2 separate regions of the Ovis aries genome follow, and region 2 is linked to region 1. Evidence: chromatin contacts called from public Hi-C data. All regions are on one chromosome and are shown on one strand. The core of a region is the stretch at or near the end of the contact, and the rest is flanking DNA. Distances in the headings are between cores, read along the strand shown. Region 1 holds the start of TULP4 (TUB like protein 4). Region 2 overlaps TULP4 (TUB like protein 4).

What was found. Hi-C and Micro-C count contacts between places; a contact is called where the count stands out from the background.
Region 2: a contact with region 1 is called in a Hi-C map of liver, with 2.9 times the contacts expected there. The contact joins the enhancer-like site here to the promoter of TULP4 in region 1. A contact is called at or near these places in 2 of 16 Hi-C or Micro-C datasets (hypothalamus and liver).

The regions. Positions count from the first base shown.
Region 1 is chr8:82,496,583-82,502,655 of ARS-UI_Ramb_v3.0, forward strand. It overlaps TULP4 (TUB like protein 4), which reads left to right and starts at 2,358. Exons shown (of 16, transcript XM_060419298.1): 1 at 2,358-2,481.
Region 2 is chr8:82,620,526-82,626,598 of ARS-UI_Ramb_v3.0, forward strand. The region is part of intron 3 of TULP4 (TUB like protein 4); the gene reads left to right. Among named protein-coding and RNA genes, the nearest start is that of TMEM181, 99 kb to the right of the region's middle. Within about 2 kb of position 3,441, at least 10 of the 54 cell types and tissues checked have an H3K27ac peak or open chromatin away from gene starts, as enhancers often do. A contact at or near this core is called in liver, where this site is marked.

The DNA.
Region 1 (6,073 bases), core at 1,108-3,607:
AGAGAGGGAATAGGGAAGGGGCTGGTGGAGGGGAGGGCAGGGAGACAAAGGACACCCACCCAGAGTGACAGGGAGCAGAAGGAACAGTAAGAACCAACAAGACGTAGCATTTGGCTTGTGATAAGTATTTAATAAACCTGAGCTATTATTTGGGGTTGAGTACCTATTTTATGTTATCAGGCACTATACCAAGTGCTTTACATAAATTATTTCATTTAATTCTTTCAGCAGCCCTGTGAGGTAGATGCTGTTACTTGAATGTACTGTTAAAGAAACAGTGGTAAGCATATTGTTCTTGTTAACACTTGTTCCTAAGCGGTAGAAGCAGGACTTCTATGAAGATACTTGCTTCGAAGATCATTTATATCGCTGCTCACGCAGTGGCAAACTACAGAGGTGAAAGTGAGGCCTGAGAGCCTTTGCAGTTTTGCTGAGAGCTAGCTGTACCTGTGCCCACAGTACTTGCATAAAAGAGAGTTTGCACATGTGAGCCATAAGGAAAACTATAGTATTATGACGAGTGGTTTCAAGGTTAATATTTTTTTCATTTCGCAGAAGAAAGAACACGCACGTTGTTCAGTCTTAATGGTATGTTAAATCATTGTTAGACTGTTACGTTCATTGCATTTGTTAAGTCAAGAAAGTTCTTCAACTGCATATTTTCGTCTTTACTCCTTTGGCTAATTCTTTAAGGTCTAATAGTCAGGGTAATATTTTTCAAAATTTTCTCCAGGTCCTGATTGCCTGATCCAAGTTAGTGCACACACATGCACGCACACACGTGTATGTGTGTGAGGAAGAGAAACAGACTTTTAAAAAATGTATATATTTTAAATAATTCTGGTTAGAGTCTGTACATTTTGAGAGTAAGGGTCATATTGTATATACTTCCTTTGGTTGCTCCACAGACTTCAGTATAAAATTTAGCCCTCAGTTGAAGCATAATACTCATTTCACTGAATGAGTATTATCTTTTATGTTAAAGGTATTCTAAGACTTAAATGTAGCTTTACTTCTGAAAGGTTTCAAAATTAATTTTAGGGATGTTACAAAATGTGTATGCTCATACTTCTCTTGAACACATTTTACTTATGTGCATATGATCGTGGGGCAAATATTGTTTAAAAATTAACTTTTAAAAATTTAAAACAATCTAGGCAGCACTTGCCAACATTTGTGAAATCATAGGCACGGAATTTCAGAATTTAAAGACTCTAGCCCAACCCTTCTTTTCTTTCTGACAACCAGAAAATCACAGACGCCAGAATTCTTAAAGCTGAAGCTGATTTGAAAAATTTGGCAAATAGGCAAAAATCGAAGAAAGCGGCAAGGCTTGTAAAGATTGGCTGCTACATTTAATTATACAGGGCATGTTCAGACACGACTGAGCAGACTATGCACGCAAGCAAGCTTCAAATAAAGAAAGAAAAGATGCCACTATCGTCTTTTTTTTTTTTTTTTTTAAGCTACACATACGTGAACAGTCACCCAACCATCAACGCTATTTCTGGGTACGTGATGGAAAATGAAGGACAGGTGTATCAAGTTTGTGTTCCTAGCAGGACATCAATTTAAGAGGGGGGGAAAGGCTCTGGATGCGTTTTCTCTGTGCGAGTTAAAATGAAGCTATCGTCTTTTCCCCATAAGACTCACTGAAAAAAAGAGATACAATGTCTCCGAAATCATCACCATCAAAGGCACTTCAGTGACTGTTTTCACGGAGACAGACGGTGGCTCCCTGCAAGAAGCAACGTGCGCTTTCTAGAGACTTTCAACTCCAGACCGAGTGTGACATCCACGTCCGGCTCAAATGAAGTTGAGACGGCACCCGAACCTATTCGGTTCCCGGCTTAGGAAGGATTCCCTCAAGGGAGCGCGGTTCAGACTGGACTAGGTCCCCGCTGTTTTCACTGCTGCCCAGGCGGTGAGACGGCTGCCGGAGGGACGCGGGCTGCGGGATCTGCGCGTGTGACACGTGCGTGGGGCTTGAGTGTGCGGGCCGGTGGGCTGTTCGGGGGTGCGTGTGTGAGCTGAGGGAGCGCCCGTGAGTGTGAGGGGCGGGGGCCGGCGAGTCTGCGGAGACGGGGGCTCCGCGCGTTGGCGGTAGGCGGCCGAAGAGCGCGAGGCCAGGCCGGCGAGGCCGGCGGCGCCCCTCGGCCCGGAGCCGGCGGGCGTCAACGGTCGGGACGCGGGTCCCCGGCGGTGAGGGGCGCGAGGGGGGCGCGCGAGGGCGCGAGGCCGGCCGGGGGGCGGCGCCTGCCAGCCGCCCGGGTCACGTGGCGCGGTCACGTGGCGCGGAGCCGGGCCCAGCGGCGGCGGCGGCGGCGGCAACGGCGGCAACGGCTGCTGAGGGAGGCGGAGACTCGGCGGAGACGCTGAGGGGAGGCGGCTGGCGGCGGCGGCGGCGGCGGCGGCGGCGCGGGGCTGCTGGAGGCGGAGAGGCGCGGAGGAGCGCGGGGCCGCCGCCACCGGCGCCTGGAGGTGAGGCGGGCGCCGGGCTGTTGTCACCGCCGTCCCGGCCCCGGGCGCTGCCGCCCTCGAGAGGAGGAGGCGGCGGCGGCGGGCCCCGAGCGCCGGCCGGAGCGCCCTCGGGAGCCGGGGCGGGCGCTCGGGGCCCCCGGCCTGGCCCCTCTGCCGGGGCGCCTCGGGCGGGAGGGCCGGGGCGCGGCGGGCGGGCCCCCGCCGTGGGCTCTCCGGAGGGCGCGGTGAGAAGACGGTGGCCGACACCCGGGCTCCGGGCGGCGCTGGCTGCCGTTTAGCGGTTTGAGCCTTTGTTTCAGTTGTCTCAGAAAAATGGGGCGATAGAGGAGCTGGGTGCGCGCGCGCGTGAGTGTGTGTGGTGTGTGTGTGTGTGTGTGTGGTGTGTGTGTGTGTGTAAATCAGGAGGCGTTTGGCTTGGAGCCATTTTTCCCCCTCTTAATTGTGGAGACAGAAAACCCCTTAAAACGGTTTCCCCCGGGGACACGGTGCTGCCCCTCTTCCTCCCCGGAGCCTGAACCGAGTGGATTTCCCTCCCGGCCTCTTGCCCACCTTTCACCCCCGCCCCCCACCTCCGTGGAGCCCCCCGAGCGAGCGGGGGAGTCTGCAAAGCGGCCCGGTCACCTGTCGTGGCAGCTGCATGGAAAGGCTGGCGCGTGTGCTGTCTGGTCGGTGCCGTTTCCTCTGGCAAATCACGGGGATTCCGCTCCGAACGCCAACCCTTCTTCCCCTCTTGCCTGCGCTAAAAACAAAGTGCAGGATGCCGCCTCTGAAGTTTGACCCGTCTGGACCGTTAGTAGGGAGAGGTGTCTTACTTTTCCTCGTCATACCTCTTCAAGGTTGGAAAGGTGAGGTTCTTCTCGCCTTGTGGAAGGAAATTAGGGTGACACAGCCCTGTCGGGGGCGGATGTGACTTACCTGCTAAAGGGCCGTGGTGATCAGAAAGTCTTGAAACACTTCTTGTGGACAGTCAACTCCCCTTACAGGGAGCTCGGCCATGGGTTTCTCCCCCTTGAGGGCTCTCCTCTTTGTATTTTGCGGTAGTGCAGCAGCACCTTAAGGATACCTAGTTGGGCAGGTTCTTTAAAAAAAAAAAAAAAAAAGCAGGGAAAATAATTTGTTATTGAGGTTTTGCAGAATGTGAAAATTCACCTGGGGGTCCCTTAGCGTTGTGTCTCAGGTATCCATTCCTTGGAGTTGAGTTCTTGCAGGCAGGGCCACTGGGAGTGGCGCTGTGGCCCTGGAGGATGCTCACCTCTGGAGCCAGGGAGCTCGGTTTGCTGGGGTTTGGAGTTGGGATTGATGTGAAGAGACAGGGCACCTTGGCACCTAGCTGCTGCAAACAAGAGGCGGCCTCCTGGACTGCCGATCTGGCCGGGTGGTTTGGAAGCTGATCTGAACACGGTACAGTGATAGCCACTGCTTGTGTTGAGGGGATCTCAGCCATCCCTTCTTATTTCTTGATAGTTTGCTGTTGTGCACGTAAGTATATGAATAAATCTGTATGGCAAAATCTAGTGTTTAGTTCCTGAATTATAGCATAGTACTTAATTTGTGTGAGAGTGGCCGGAGGATGTGAATTTCCTTGGAGAATAAGTGCTCTATTTTAGTAAGGGCTGTGAAAGTAGCAGTGTTTCCATGTGCTGGGGGAAGTGTTGACCTCTAGAGTTAGAAGTATGTAATTCTGAGTTACGGATATAGGCAGATATATAGGGGGATTTTTTTTTTTTAAAACACAGTGGAGCTTTATACCTGGGAGAAGAGTAGAGAGCCAGTTACTTCCTGTGACTGAGAAATAGTAATGAATTTACTACTATTTATTTTAGAACTGACTTCATTTAGAAAAGATGTATCATATTGAACTTCCTAGTTTTCATATGGAGCTGTGCGAGTGGCAGTTTGATTATTTATGTTTTACCCACCACAACTCCATACTTTGGCCACCTGATTCCAAGAACTGACTCATTGGAAAAGACCCCAATGCCGGGAAAGATTGAAAGCAAAAGGATAAGGGGGTGGCATTGGATGAGATGGCTAGATAGCATCACTGACTCAGTGGACCTGAGCAAACTCCAGGAGATAGTGAAGGGCAGGGGAGCCTGGCGTGCTGCAGTCCATGTGGTGGCAAAGAGTCAGAGATGACTTGATGAGCAACACCACCAAAACTCTGGAAAAAAGGTTTTGTTTTTTTTTTTAATCCATGAAAGGATACATGGTTCATGAAACCTGTTTTACACTGAACCATCCAACATTAATGCTGAGATTTCCCAGTAAGGAAAGAACAGTGACAACACAGCAGCCTTCTTTCAGGATGCATTTCAACGCTCTTGCTGTGGTGGTCTTGAGGACTGAATGAGAAGCTCAGGTGGTCTTTTGATCTTGCCGAAGGTTCACTGAATATCTGGATTTCTAAAAAGTTTTTCGAGTGCCTACCGTGCACAGGGCTAGGCTTGGACATTGTTCTTCATCTGTTTCACTGCATTTACAATATCAGTTATAGACTCCTTCCTGTTCTCTTCTGTAGATGGAGAAAGACTGAAGATAGATTGACCCAGCTGTGCATGTGGTTTATCACATGCTTTAAAAAACTCAGTAAAACTTCTGCTATGAAATGTCTTGATTTAGTTATTTCATTGGTTCCTAGTTAGGACCCTGGGAAGTATTATCAGTATTACCAAAAGCTTTCGCCAAATTGTACATTTGCCCTTAGTGAGACTGCAGGGATTATGTAATTCAAACATCAAATGTCTTTTAATCTGGCTGGGATAAAGTTAATTTAGTTAACTAAACTTTTAAACATATTAAACATTCTAAGTTTTTTGTGATGAAATATGCATAATGTAAAATTTACTATGTTAAGCATTTTAAAATGTAAGATCAGTGACATTAAGTACATTCACCTTGTTGTGCAGCCATCACCACCAGCATCTCCAGAACTTACTCATCTTCCTGAACTGAAACTTGTATCCATTAACTTCCCATCATAGTCTGTCCTCCTCCTCCCCCTACTCCTGAACACCACCCTTGTACTTTCTTTCTCTAAGTGTTTGACTACTTTAGGTCCTTTATATAATTGGGATCATCAGTAATTGTCCCTTTGTGACTGGCTTATTTCACTTTACATGTTCTCAGGGTTCATCCACTACTTCCTTTTTAAGGCTGAATAATATTGCATTGTGTGTGTATGTGTGTGTGTGTGTGTGTGTGTGTGTGTATTACATTTTGTTTATAAACATTCTAAATTTTAACACTGAACGTTAGCAACCAAGGTGCTTTCATGATGATCCAAGAGCTCTCACTGAAAATTATAGATACCTTTGTTTAATGAAAACAAAATCAGATTAGTTGTTTTTCTAGTGCTCAGTACCTTTAAAAATATAGGAACAGTGGGGGATAAAGCTAAGATGTACATTATATCCTTGGTGGGTCCTGTAATTTCCCTTCCACGTGTATAGTGACATATGGTGTATCTTTCTGAAATTTGCAGCTGATGAAGATGATGTTTTTGTTTCCCACCTAATATAGTGATGATGTATATGGAAGAACATGAAGGACTTGTCCTGAGGTATAGGTTGTATGGTGGTGGTGGTTTAGT
Region 2 (6,073 bases), core at 2,191-4,690, 130 kb after region 1:
TGAATGTGTGCTCACACTTTCATCCTGTGCGCACGTTCTGGGTCTTCGTGTGAAGTGTCCCCCACAACCCAAGAATTAGACGGAGGATATCAGACAATGGCGAGTGCCAGAGCCTGAGCTTTGCTGGGCCCCTCCATTTGAAGGTGCTCTAGGGACCCCTGTGTGGTGGAGCCTTGGGCTGAGGGTGTGGGTGAGGCCTTAGCAGCGTTCAACAGGTAGTGAGTGCTCTAGGCCTAGAGACTCCTCACACAGTCCGAAGCTCTCCTGAGCCTGGGCTCCTCACTTAGCTCAATTAGAGTGCTGTCTTCTAACTTGTACTGTTACGTTGGAGTCACCCTAGTGGTGGAGACTGCACCTCCTCACTGTTCTTATTTTCTTTTTTTTCCAATGAATGTGACTTTATAGTTCTCAGTGACCATCTGGTTTTGTATAAGTGTTTCAATCTGTACCACAATGTGGTTAAAATTAATCTCTCAAAAGCAGTGTGGTATTCAGGATGATTTTTAGGAGCCTGAGTCTTCATGCTGTCTCAGAGAGAAGTCATGGGAAGGCCTTGGATAAAACTTGGATGTATGTTGTTGAACGAGAATGTTCCCTGACTTACTGTGAAGGTTCCCAGGGATGCTCTGAGGACAAGTTAAATAGAATTCTTTTGTGCTGCCTTGAACTTCAAAAGCACAAACATCGTCCAAAACTCAGTTCTGAGTTGACCTCCCACAGATGATTCATTTCTTCCATATGGTGTTATCTTCATAATAACCATGTCTCAGAAAAAGTTGAAATGCAACCAAATGTACAGTGAGATGCATCCAAGGATTTTCTAACGAGAGTATTTAAAATTCTGGTTTCCTTCCCTTTAACTGCGAAGTCAGAGAAAGTTCAGTTAATTTTAATGCGACTGTGGTTTTCAGTATAAAACTGTACTGTTTTCCTTTCTACTTTCATTCTTCACTTAATTTTTGTGATATAAACAATTTTGAAACAATAGCTATAGTCAATGCTATCTGCTAACTGATTAAAAGAAAAAAAATGAGGCAGGGGAGGGGGATAATTTAAGAATTTGAGATTAACACATACACACTACTATAACCAACAAGGACCTGCTATATAGCACAGGGAACTGTACTCGATATCTTATAATGATCTATAAAGGAAAGACTCTGAAAAAGTGCGTATGTATATAATTGAATCACTTTGTCGTACACCTGAAACTAATGCAACATTGTAAGTGAAAGTGAAAGTCGCTCAGTTGTGTCTGACTCTTTTAGACCCCATGGACTATGTAGTCTGTGAAATTCTCCAGGCCAGAATACTGGAGTGGGTAGCCATTCCCTTCTCCAGGGGATCTTCCCAACCCAGTGATCGAACCCAGATCTCCTGTACTGCAGGCAGATTCTTTACCAGCTAAGCCACAAGGGAAGCCCCCAAGTACTGGAGTGGGTAGACTATCCCTTCTCCAGCAGATCTTCCCGACCCAGGAATCAAACCCGGGTCTCACGTGTTGCAGGTGGATTTTTTACCAACTGAGCTATCAGGGAAGCCCAACATTGTAAATCAACTATATTTCAATAAAAAGGCAAAACTAAACACCAGTCTGTAATTCCATCCCTGAGTGCGCTACTTTTCTACTTGGAATCCATTCAAACAACAATCAGGCAGTACCCTCGGCCTGGGACTGTGCCTGGCCCTGAGATACTGAAGGTGGCGGTTCAGTGTGGGGTGGCCGAGCAGGAGGTGGGGAGCAGGTGCAGGGTAATTTGGGCAGGAAAAGCTCCCCATGGGAAGCCAGCTCCTCTGTGGCTCTCGTATGACTCTGGTCCTCGCGTGCGTTCTGTATCTCGAGGCCGAGCGGCCAGCAGCGGCTGGCTTGTGCCCTCGTGCGGCTGTCTGCTGAGAAAGTCAGTAAACTCACTCCTGTGGTGGGTCTCTCATCTAACTGGAAACTGAGTCAGTTCCTGGAGCCCTCAGGAGCCCTCTGGTGGGACAGACCTTCGGGAGGACCCTGAGGGACTCTGATGAAGATGAGTCAGTGGTGTGTTCGGGGGAGGACTCCTGTCACTTTCCTGAGCAAGTCCTGGCTGGTTAACAGGAGCTCTTTACCAAAGAGCTGCTCTTCCCAGGCACCTGGGTCTTGTGATGTGGGGACAGACAGCAGAAGCAGTCTATGAGTTTGTGGTTCAGTTTAAATACAAAATAGTGGAATAGGAAATTCTTTGAAGGCAAGGTAATAATGTGTGCAGAGATTATGACAGGAAATGGAGTTAGTTATTGGGAAGTGATGTGAGAAACTTGCTGTTAGAAAGAGAAGGGTGAATGCACATTTATTTGGATTAAGGTGTCGTGCAGGTCTGTTCACCAGGGAACGGGAGATACGGATCTCAGGGAATGTGCGTCAAATAGTTGAGACAGCGTTTCAAGAAATGTTCATTTTCTGTTTATATACTTCTGTACATTTGAGTTTTACTTAGTGTGTATTTCCCTGATTAGAAAAAAGATTAAAAAGGAAAAATACATATGAGTTTTGACCAAAATGTTGATATTTTAACTTATGGCTGGTGGTCAGGTAATACCCAGGTCAGGTCCTGATGGGCAGCTCAGGTCTCATGGAGACTTGCTGGACCATGGTTAAGTGTTTTGTCTGTTTCAGGCCAAGAGCTGTTTCTCAGAAGGAGAGTCGTTGTCTATGGCAGATGGCAGGGCTGTGCTCTAAACCCCAAGGCCTGCACTGAGATTCTTCCACCAAAGGCTCCAGACAGCACCCCTTTCTGACACTGATGCTTTGGGTACCACTGAATCTGCTGTATCACGTGACCTGGGCCACAGAGCAGATCACACAGTGGCCTGATCTATGAGGAGTTCTCTCTTCTTCTGGACCCCACTCAAAATCATCAGCCTTTTGGGTCACTAGGTAAACAGGCCAGATTGTCACACTCAAATTAGGGGCATGTAGCCTCCAAAATCCAAAGGGGCACAGTGAACTTGACACATGAAATTAACTGTCACTATACATGGAAACTCGGTTTTTATGTAACTCTTGAACTAATTACTTAGAATGCAATATCGCTCATGTTTTAAAAATCATAAGCAAGCACTTAGGAAGAAACTTGTATATTGTGTCAGACTCTGAATCAAATTATGATAACATATTCGCCCAGCTGCACCCCCTCCCATCAACTACGCACCCTCTTACCAGGTGGTATGTCGTGATCCATGTGCTAGATGTTTCTCTTGGGGGGTAAATATATCAGTATTTAAGTTTTGTAGGATGTTGCACTTAGGAGTAGGTATGCCATATTTGTTTAGTACTTGTCCAAATAGAATTCAGGGTGTCAAAGTATTAGAGCTGGAGGGATCTTCAGAAATGGTCTAGGCTGACTTCCTTTTTCAGACACAGTGAAGCTGCAGGGTGTTAGAGAGCAGACTGCCGCTTGGGCTTTCTGTGGTCAGTGAGAAGCTTCCTGGTTCCGGCTGTGGCCTGCTCCCCGGAGCTGAGAGGCCTGCTGTCGGCTGGGGTCAGCATCAGCCTGTCACGGGGTGAGCTGAGGTTCTGTCTTCAGTTGTTAGCCTAGCCGTGTGCCCGGAGCAGTGCTGTTTCCTGACCAAATGCTCGGTGTGCTGGGCTGAGAGATAGGGATTTTAAAGAGCAAGATGCTGAGAATCTGGCCGTCTTAGCTGCTCTGAGAGCTGGAGAGGAACATCTTGAAAATTAATCTACTAGGTTACGTGTATTATAAATCACTAAAATACACACCTGGTTGACAAAGAGTACTAATAATATATAATATATAAAACCTTAGTTCAAATAGCCAAGTTAACTACTTTAATAATTGAATTTCCCTTCAGTGAATTTAGTGGCAGTTTATCACTTGGTAGATGCTTAAGAGCTTAAATCAGCCTTTTTTTTTTCTTTTGAGGCCGTAACATCACTGATGCTAAGGCCTCATTTAACCTTGATCTGTCATCTTGGAGTTGGATGGATGGTAATATGGAGGTCCCCTAGTTGTAGTCCCCCTGCCACACCCCCTTAGATGAGTTGCTCCCAGGTACCCTTGGCAGTTGGCTGCCCCGCCTCTTGTTTCCAGTGTTTCAGGTTCCTTTTGAAGACAGCCCCTTCCACGGATAGGCAGCACTCCTGCTCCTTGTTAGAAAGTTCTCTTTCACGTACTTCTCACGGGCTTCTCATCATTTGTGCTTATGTCTCCTGATTCTGCCCCAAGATTGTTTTTCTAGTTTTCTCAACGGTAAAACACTTCTTTATTTTCTATTGATGATTATTTTTGGCTGTGCTGGGTCTGTGTTGCTGCATGGGATTCCCCTGGCTATGGTGAGCAGGGCCTGCTCTGTGTGTGAGAGGCGCAAGTGTCTCACTGCAGCGGCTTCTCTTGTTGCAGAGCATGGGCTCTAGGGCACTGGGGCCTCAGGAGCTGCGGCAGATGGGCTTAGTTGCTCCACGGCGTGTGGGATCTTCCCAACCCAGGGATTGAACCCATGTCTCCTGCATGGATTGGCAGGCGGATTCTTCACCACTGAGCCAGCAGGGAAGCCCTTCTGAACAATTTTTTGCAGCTCATTTTGGATGGTCAAAAATTCTAGACTAGATATTTCAGCATTCTAATTTTAAAAAACCATTTGAGTATTCTTCACGAATACAATTGTTTCCCTAGCATGAATCAATATTCCCCCCAAAATAGGCTCCTAAAATGATTATGCCTGACTTTCACTTTGTAATTAGGAAGATACAAAGAACCAGGGATGAGTGTGCCTGGTTCCGAGCCCTTCTCTGCCTCCCGCCAGTTGGGTGCTTTGGGCAAAGGAACTTCTCTGAACCTGTTTCCTTTTCTATAAAATGAAGATGGGAATGCCTGCTCCAGGTACCAGGCTGTTTTGAGAATCAGGTGCTTTTGTAGTCTGTCTATGTTCTTCCAGATATAGGAGGTTAACTTCCTTGTTTTAGAATGGAACATTTGAATCATCAGTTCAGTCACTCAGTCATGTCTAGCTCTTTGTGGCCCCATCGACTGCAGCACGCCAGGCTTTCCTGTCCATCACCAACTCCTGGAGCTTGCTCAAACTCATGTCCATCGAGTTAGTGATGCCATCCAACCATCTCATCCTCTGTCATCCCCTTCTCCTTCTACCTTCAATCTTTCCCCAGCGTCTTATTTTCTAATGAGTCAGTTCTTCGCATCAGGTGGCCAAAGTATTAGAGCTTCAGTATTAATCTTTCCAGTGAATATTCAGGACTGATTTCCTTTAGGATTGACTGGCTTGATCTCCTTGCTATCCAAGGGACTCTCAAGAGTCTTCTCTAGCACGACAATTCAAAAGCATCAGTTTTTCTACCAACACCATTTGAAGGGTTCCTGTCTCAAAAGATGAACATCCTTGAGGTGGATTAGCTGACACTAGGGCTTTGTTCTGTCTAAAAATAGTGCCAGGAATAGGAGGTGAAGTGACTTATTGAGGGCATTACAGTACAGCCCAAAGAGCCCTTCCACAGACCTGCATTGCATTTTTACTGGGAATTCCTCCGTAAGTATTTATTGATAAGAATAACTATAAAACAATAGAAATCTTATTTTGGAGAGGGTGACAGGCTGACATTTTGGGGGAATAATCAAAGACCTAAGTCAAAACTTGACTTATATTCTGTTCAGTAGAATGCACACTTCACCTAACATTCTTAATGCTGGAGCTCTTTTGTGCCCAAAGCAAAGAGGAGCCCCATCTTCCTCTAAGAGGGAAGGAAGGCTCTGCCTTGGAACGCCTGGGCAGCTACTCAGCGCCCTCCTGTGTGATCTGGGCGACTGAGAACCCAGCTGGCCCCACTCGCTTGGCAATTCCTCAGCACTCTGGTATGTCCTGACTCTGCCAGGCAGACTGGAGGGATTGGGAGAACAGGAAATAAGCTGCCGGGAGATAAGACGGGCGGCTTGGAATCACAGACGAAAGAGGAAATGAGAAAACTAACTCAGAGAAACAACACTGCCTTTGAAAACTTTATTTTTAAACCAAGAGTCACTGGAAAGATTTCTCTTAATTTAGGGGAGCAACCCACCTATATTCCATTACA